Regions from separate parts of the Zea mays genome. Here region 2 is linked to region 1. A link is a contact called in public Hi-C data. All regions are on one chromosome and are shown on one strand. The core of a region is the stretch at or near the end of the contact, and the rest is flanking DNA. Distances in the headings are between cores, read along the strand shown.

The links. Hi-C and Micro-C count contacts between places; a contact is called where the count stands out from the background.
Region 2: a Hi-C map of leaf shows a contact between it and region 1, with 5 times the contacts expected there. The contact joins the promoter of LOC100192700 here to the promoter of LOC103629406 in region 1. A contact is called at or near these places in 4 of 25 Hi-C or Micro-C datasets (ear, leaf and tassel).

What each region holds. Positions count from the first base shown.
Region 1 is chr6:71,638,481-71,642,322 of Zm-B73-REFERENCE-NAM-5.0, reverse strand. It overlaps LOC103629406 (probable receptor-like protein kinase At2g21480), which reads left to right and starts at 1,886. Exons shown (of 1, transcript XM_008650542.3): 1 at 1,886-3,842. The coding sequence starts at 2,534.
Region 2 is chr6:71,844,502-71,848,343 of Zm-B73-REFERENCE-NAM-5.0, reverse strand. It overlaps LOC100192700 (peroxisomal membrane protein PEX11-1), which reads right to left and starts at 1,791. Exons shown (of 7, transcript NM_001137903.1): 1 at 1,117-1,791; 2 at 961-1,035; 3 at 786-860; 4 at 601-681; 5 at 449-523; 6 at 174-347; 7 at 1-103. The coding sequence starts at 1,308. The coding sequence ends at 68.

The DNA of each region.
Region 1 (3,842 bases), core at 637-3,136:
AGCCGACTGGAGATGATTCTTAGAGGCAAAGTATCGAATATTGGTGCTCCTATTGCATATTCTGCCTGGAATCTGCCACCTTCCAAGACTTTTTTCAATTTTGTGTCCAATCCTCCTGCTAGTGACAGTGGCTTGGGTCTTAGAGTGCGACCCTCTCCCGAAGAAGTTGAGGCTCTGGTTGCTTCACTTGGTGATCTCCCCAATGATGAGAGGCAAGTTCACTTTGAGATGGCTATAAACCCAAGCGATGTAGAGATAAGCGCTATGCTGGACATGTTGAGTGAGTGTGAGAGCGTGTAAGTTGGATCTGCCTTGTAACGCCGTGTGCCCTCCCTTTTATAGCTCAAGGGGGGCACATACAAGGATACTGAGCCCCGACATGTGGGACCAGGGACAAATGGAAGGAAGCAACTAATGCCTGTAACACCAGGGCGAACTTCGAGCGCCATCACGCCCGCAACGCATACAGTATTGATATGCCGCCGCAGCTTCCATGGTACGCGCGCGTCATGATGAGTATAACGCATGCGGCAGCATGGGCTTATTGCCTGCCAACGGAATGGACAGGCACGCCGCCTGTAAGATGGCCTGGTCGCCGTCCGTTAGCGGGGTGGACAGGGCACATTTAATGCTGAGGTGGCACATCGCCCGCCAGTGGAGTGACAAGGCTCATTAAATGCTGAGGCGGCACATCACCTGCCAGTTTGACAGGCGGCGTGCCTTATCCGCAATAAATGCAGAGGACGCGCGGCTCAGAGGCCTTACGTCAGGCTCCGCCGGCTGGCTTACGTCACGGGCAGTGGACCACGTGGCAGCATCGGGTCTCCGCCTGAGCGGGGAGCAGGAGCGTACGTGGTATGGTCCGGACACGTGTCAGCTCCGAACCCCCACCTGATCTTGATTAAGGTCCGGGTATTCTTTGTCCTAGAATCCCGGGACCCTATTGTTAGTGGTCCAAACCCCACACAGGGGGGTCCGGGACCCATCCCAGGGGTCCGGTTCGTGCCTGTGGAGGTCCTAGACCTTACCCGGAGGTCCGGTCCGTATACAGGGGTCCGGTACTTTCCCATGGGGGTCCGGACCCACTGCTGATGCCTTGGAGCATATCGTCTTCTCTAGCCACGTGGCGGCCCCAGAGTCGTCCGCGTGGTGGGGTCGGGTGTTGTTTGCCACGCGACTAGAAATAGCCGCGTGGACCGCCTTCATACTGTAGTAAGGGGTACCCCTGTTTTAGGGTACCGATAGTCCCTAAAACTTCTCCCCATGCACAAGATGTTCCAAACTAAGATTGGTGCATATGATGGCAACGAGTTCTAAACGACTTTGCTTCTCATCTACGCCAGCTTCACGATGACACCACGTATCGTCTCTAGTCCTCGTCGGAACTCTGTCTCGAATTTTGAGGTCCAAACCTATAAACCATCCACCTGACGGTTTTGAGGCCCAACCCATAAACCCCCTCGTAAGTAGCATATCCCCTACGCTCTCTCCATGACTCGACACATGCCACCGCTAGTTATTGACCACCCGATCACCAAGTCCTCCGACACCTCCGCTTGATTTGATCAATCATCATTTTGACTTGGTCAACATGCTCTATTTTTTCATGTACACTGCACTTGTCGATGTTCCTAGGTGCTAGCCATATCCACTACAAGTCTTCCCGCCTCCTTGGTTCCTTGGTCTAGGCCTCGTTAACCGTCCTTTATCGTTTCCAATCTATTAGCATAAACACATCTAGCCTTCGTCAATGTCGTCGACCGTCTTCAAGCTTGATATTTGCAATGTGCTCATTTTACATGGTGATATACACAATTGGACTGTTAACTCCAAAAATATTATACTTGCTTATTACTTAGCATGTATAGGAAACATCCACATTAAAACAACTCAAACCTTTGTACAGGAAACAAATGCTTGAGAGACGTTGCCCAGAAAGAATCATGACTGAACTACATCTTTCAATGAAAACGAAATCGGTTCTGACCTGTAAAAATGAGCTGTGTGAATATGCAGTACAGCAGTAGCATGCTGTTTAGCATTTGGGCCCAAGGAAAGCGAGCAAAGCGATGCGATGCGGCGGCTCCAAGAATAGGCAGCATGCACCTGGTAGCCGTTGGCACACAGCAGGCACGCGCAGGTGAGCAGGCACGCAGCGGCAGCGGGAGGTCCGGAGAATGCGGTGGCCGGTGGAGCGCACGTCCCGGTCGCCACCACCCCAAACATAGCAGGCTGCTTAAACTTGGCGCGCGCCTGTGGCTGTGGCTGTGTCCACCACATAACCCGCCATTTCACCCTCCTCCCTCCTCCCTCTCCTCCGATTGGGCCCACTAACCAGAGAGTCGGTGAGAGGGCCCCGCCACCGGCAATAACCCACCCAACCCCAGTCAGACTCAGAGCCTGCAGCGTGTCGGCGTACCGGCCGTGCTGCTCTGCCGCCCTCCGGCGCCTGTGGCGGTGACGCGCACATACGCTGGAGTAGCTAGCTAGGCAAGCGAGCGGTGGTGGTGGTCGAGCACGTAGCACACCAGCCATGACGCGCCGCGGGACGCTCCCGCTGGCGCTGCTGCTGCTGCTGGCGGCGACAACCACCGTGTCCGGGCAGGGCCGACCCGTGACGGACAGCGGCGCGCAGACGCCGCCCACGCCATCCAGCTTCACGCCCAAGGACAACTTCCTGATCGACTGCGGCGGGACGGCGCCCCTCACCGCCGACGGCAAGTCGTACAAGACTGACGCGCAGGCCAACCACCTGCTCTCCGCCACCGACGCCATCCGCGTGGCCGCCGACGACAAGGCCGACGTGCCCTCGCCGCTGTATGCCACCGCGCGGGTGTTCAAGGAGGAGGCCGTCTACAGCTTTCCGCTCACCGTCCCAGGCTGGCACTTCATCCGCCTCTACTTCTTCCCGCTCAAGGGCGGCGACGTGGACCTCGCGTCGGTGACCTTCAGCGTCGTGACCGACGACAACGTCCTGCTCCACAGCTTCACCCCGGGGGACAAGCCCGTCATGAAGGAGTACCTGGTGAACGCCACCGAGAACCACCTCGCGCTCAAGTTCCAGCCGCTCAAGGGCTCCGCCGCCTTCGTGAACGCCATCGAGGTGGTGAACGCCCCCGACGAGCTCATCACCGACTCGGCGCTGGCCGTCGCGCCCCTGGGCGAGATTACCGGCCTCGTGCACGACGCGTACCAGGTCGTGTACCGGATCAACGTCGGTGGGCCCGCCATCGGCCCCGCCAAGGACACGCTGGGCCGGCGCTGGGAGAGCGACGCGGCGTACGTGCAGTCCAAGGAGGCGGTGAAGGACGTGTCGGTGCCCACCAGCACCATCAAGTTCCCCGACGGCACGTCCCGGCTGGTGGCGCCGGCGCTGGTGTACGCCAGCGCCGCGAAGATGGCGGACGCCGACGTGGCGAGCCCCAACTTCAACCTGACGTGGAAGGTGGACGTGGACGCGTCCTTCAGCTACCTGGTCCGCCTCTTCTTCGCCGACATCGTGAGCAAGGCCACCAACGACCTCTACTTCGACGTGTACCTCAGCGGGCGCAAGGCCGTGTCCGGGCTGGACCTGTCGACGGTGGCCGGCGGCGAGCTGGCGGCGCCCTACTACAAGGACTTCGTGGTGAACTCGTCGGCGCTGGCGGGGGCGGACGGCAAGCTGAGCGTCCAGGTCGGGCCCATGGGGCAGGACACGGGGCGGGTGGACGCGCTGCTGAACGGCGTGGAGGTGCTGAAGATGAGCAACTCCGTGGGCAGCCTGGACGGCGAGTTCGGCGTGGACGGGCAGAAGGCCGACGACGGCAGCGGCGGGCGCAAGGCGGTGGCGGCCGTCGGGTTCG
Region 2 (3,842 bases), core at 542-3,041, 210 kb before region 1:
GGCAACCAAATCAAACCTATCCGGGGGGGATTATTTTCCTGGTAAACAGTGCTTGGAGTGGGAGTCCTCACTTGCTCTGCTTTGCTGGTGGGCTTGGAAGCAGCTGCCAAGGCGACAAAAGGCATGAGACCCCACAAACCCAGGACGACAACCGGTTGCACCAACATGCCTACCTGGTAGCAAGCGATGAGGGAGCTGGCGAAGCCAAACGCGCCCGTGACGCGGGGGGTCACCTTCTTCGGGGCCAGCTGCAGGAGCCCCACGGCCACCACGATGTCCAGGCTCGACTTGACGAGCGCCAGCAGCCGCTCGTTCGACTTGTGCAGCTTCATGCGGTACTGCTCGTTCTGGCACACGGATCACACTCAGATACACAGAGAGATGCAAATGCAAGCGCCAGGGAGGAGAGAGACGTGGGGGGAGCGGTTTCGTTTCCGTCGAGGTGTACCTTGTACAGCTCTTGGTGCTTCAGCTCCTTCTCCAGCTTCTTCATCGACGTGGACAGCCGTTGCAGCTCGGCTAGCTACACGGCTTGGAGCATGAATCAGGTGCGGAAACACGAGATAATACGGCACTCGAGACAGAGACGCACGCACGCACCTCGATGATGGCCGTGCAGGTGTTGGAGCCGAGGAAGCAGTAGAACGCTATCCTCCCGAGAAACTCCGCCCGCTCCTTGTTCTGCATCGTGTAAAACAGTAAAAGCATGGTCCGGTTAATTAGTTAGTTCATCGTCGTGGAGTAAAGCCGGCATCGGCTTCCACAAAGGTGATTTCTCTGAGAACCTTGTATATTCCTGTCCTCCCCGCCCACACGATCTGGTCCAGGAAGAGGAAAGTCGACAGCATCGCGTTCTTGGACTGCAACGCGAACGCGCGCGCAGGGGCAACAAAACCAATCAGAGAAGCCCAGAACAAAAAACCATCCTCTCAAGTTTCCCGTGCGTTCAGCGGCGCGTACCTTCCCGAGTAGGATCAGCGGGAGCGGAGTCCCCTTGGCAGGAGGGCTGATCAAAGCGTGCAGGTCGTTGACGAACTGTAAAACGAGGACAGGCTCTGAGTCCTAACGAAACCACACCATGATGCGAGAGCAAAGCAGCAGCAGCAGCAGCAGCACCTTACAGAGCCGGAACACTTTCCGGGCCAGGCTGGTGGACTTGTCGACGTTCTGCGCAGGCCCTGGCTCCCCGTTGCTGATGAACTTGGACCCGTACTGGATCGCTCGGCAGATCTTGTCCCGCGCCTCGGCCTTGTTCAGGTACAGAATCAGCAGGGCGAGGTCTCCTCGCACGGCGTCCAGAGAAGCCATAGGTACTGTATTATCTTTTCAGTAATAACTGCATAATACGGTTGCGAAGCAGCGTGTAAGTTCTCTCGATTCCATTTCCATGGGGTGCAGTTCCGCCTGCGCCACCAGACTCAACCGTCAGAGCCGGACCCAGCCCCGCGGGCGGTAGAAAAGCGGCGGCGGATGCGGGTGAGCGCCGCGCCGCGCCGCGCCGGCGGAGTCCCCGTCTGGAAACCAACCGTGGAAGACAACCAGATCGACAGCGCCGGCCGGCGGCGAGGTACACAGATCCCCTCTAACGGCACCGAATCGGACCAGCTCAGGAAGGTTTCGGGCGCAAAAAAGGATCTCTAGGTTTTGGGCGCCACGCATGAGGAATCGGGGGACAAACACTACTCTCTCGATATATATCAAATCCCCCCAATCCCCCTCCCCGGAAATTCGACCGGCCGAGAGGGGGCGCTTGGGGGAGGACGGAGGAGGAGCCAACAGAAGGTGCGTGAGAAAGAGGCACTCACCTGAGCCTCCGAATCCGACGGACGACCTCGCCGCGGCTGCTGTGGCCCTGCGGGCGACGGATCAATCAGTTTGATTGGGACAGAGATGGGCACGAGGACGAGGACACCACGCCAAGGACGTCTCTTTTTTTATTCTCTCTCCTCTTTATAAATAATGGAGGCCGTATCCTATTACTATACACCAGGCGGCAGCCTATTTTCATCAGCTTTCTTTATCTCCTTCCCATCACACTTTCTGTTTTCGACACTTTCTGTTTTTCAGCGAACAACGCTATGTACCGGCCATATGCATGTCCATTTTAAATGCCTTTTAATTTCTAAATTATCAAATATAAGGATTAAAATAGAGATAATCTCTCTTTTAACCGTGTTCTATTATTTAGATGTTATGTAATTTACAACATAAAATGGAGAGACTAAAAATTAACCCATATAAACTAAACACTCTCTAATTCTTTAGACAGCCGTGTAGTTAAACGATGATCAGAAATCACATGTTTAAAAATGCGTATATTAGATGGTTTAATTGAGGAGGCAGTCTTCTCTCTAAGGGGGTGTTTGGTTTCTAGGGACTAATGTTTAGTCCCTCCATTTTATTCCATTTTAGTCCCTAAATTACTAAATATAGAAACTAAAACTCTATTTTAGTTTCCCTATTTAACAATTTATGAACTGAAATGGAATAAAGTGGAGGGACTAAAGTTTAGTCCCTATAAACCAAACACCCCCTAAGTTACGCCCATTCTAGATGGGCCCCACTATAGATAGGGCTTCCTTGTGGGATTGTGCAACCTGAACCTGGACACCTTGTCGGTGTGGATTTGAAATTTGATTGTGTGTGCCACTGCCTTCCGTGCACAATCTGTTACGCACACCAGGCTAAAATAAAATTTTGCTAATATTTATCTTGAATATGTTATGTATTTCTTTTAAAATTGGATATTTTTCTTTATATTTTTGATAGAGTGTGCACCAGTGTACTTTTTGAGCTGGCTTCGCTCCTGGCTGCCTTGTTCAATACTGTAGAGAGAGAGAAAAAGGAGGAGAAGAAGAAAAAGCTAGCAGTAAAAAACTTGGCGGTAAAATTTGGGTTCCAAATAAACGAGGACGAGACGGGAGAGTAACGTTTCCGCACACTGTACAATGGCGTCACAAGCGATTTGTTTGCTTCTCGCGGCGACCTTGCGAGCTCCGATGGAACGGATACCGTCTCTCATTTCCCTACCTCATCTGCTGCTGGCGGGGGCCCTCCCGAAACGGAACGGAAACGGCCGCCTTGTTTTGTTTCTCTACCGGGCACCGCCCGCCTCGATCGGTTCACGTTCAACTTGTATCTACGCATCTAGTTCAGCATTTTTTTACAGTTGTGTTTGTACCCCTGCTTTATGACTTAACTGTATATTTACCTTCACATTTTTACACTTTGTATCAATGCCACTGATAAGTTGACATGTGTCCTTAGAATGGATTAGGGCTACATATCAAACCAGCTCGGCTCGTCTCGTCTCGTCAAGCTAACCAGCCACAGAGTCAGCTCGGCTCGTTTACGAGCTTGAGCTGACTCGTTTACCTCGCGAGCCGGAGCAGAAAAAAAATCAATGTATATATAATAATCATTTTTTAGTTAATTCCAAACTAATTTAATAATATAAAATAGTAATTATAGTAATAGTTTTATGGACCACATCAATGTAACATCAAATTAATACAACTCATCAATTCACAATTCACATACATATTCATCAGTTTAACCCACAGTTATATTCGTATAGACCAATTTAACACAACACATACATATAACATGTTCACCAATTATTACGTAAATGATACATATATAGTTTCGTTTTGCTGAAATGTGATATCTCATTTAGCTCGTGAGCTGGCTCATTAACGAACCAAGCTAGGATGTCAGCCCAGCTCGTGAAAAATTTCAAACGAGCCAAACCAAGCTTACAATGAATCGAGCGAGCCGACGAGTTACGAACATTTCGTCCAGCCCTAGAATAGATGGGGTTAGTTTAGCTAATTTTAGAAAAA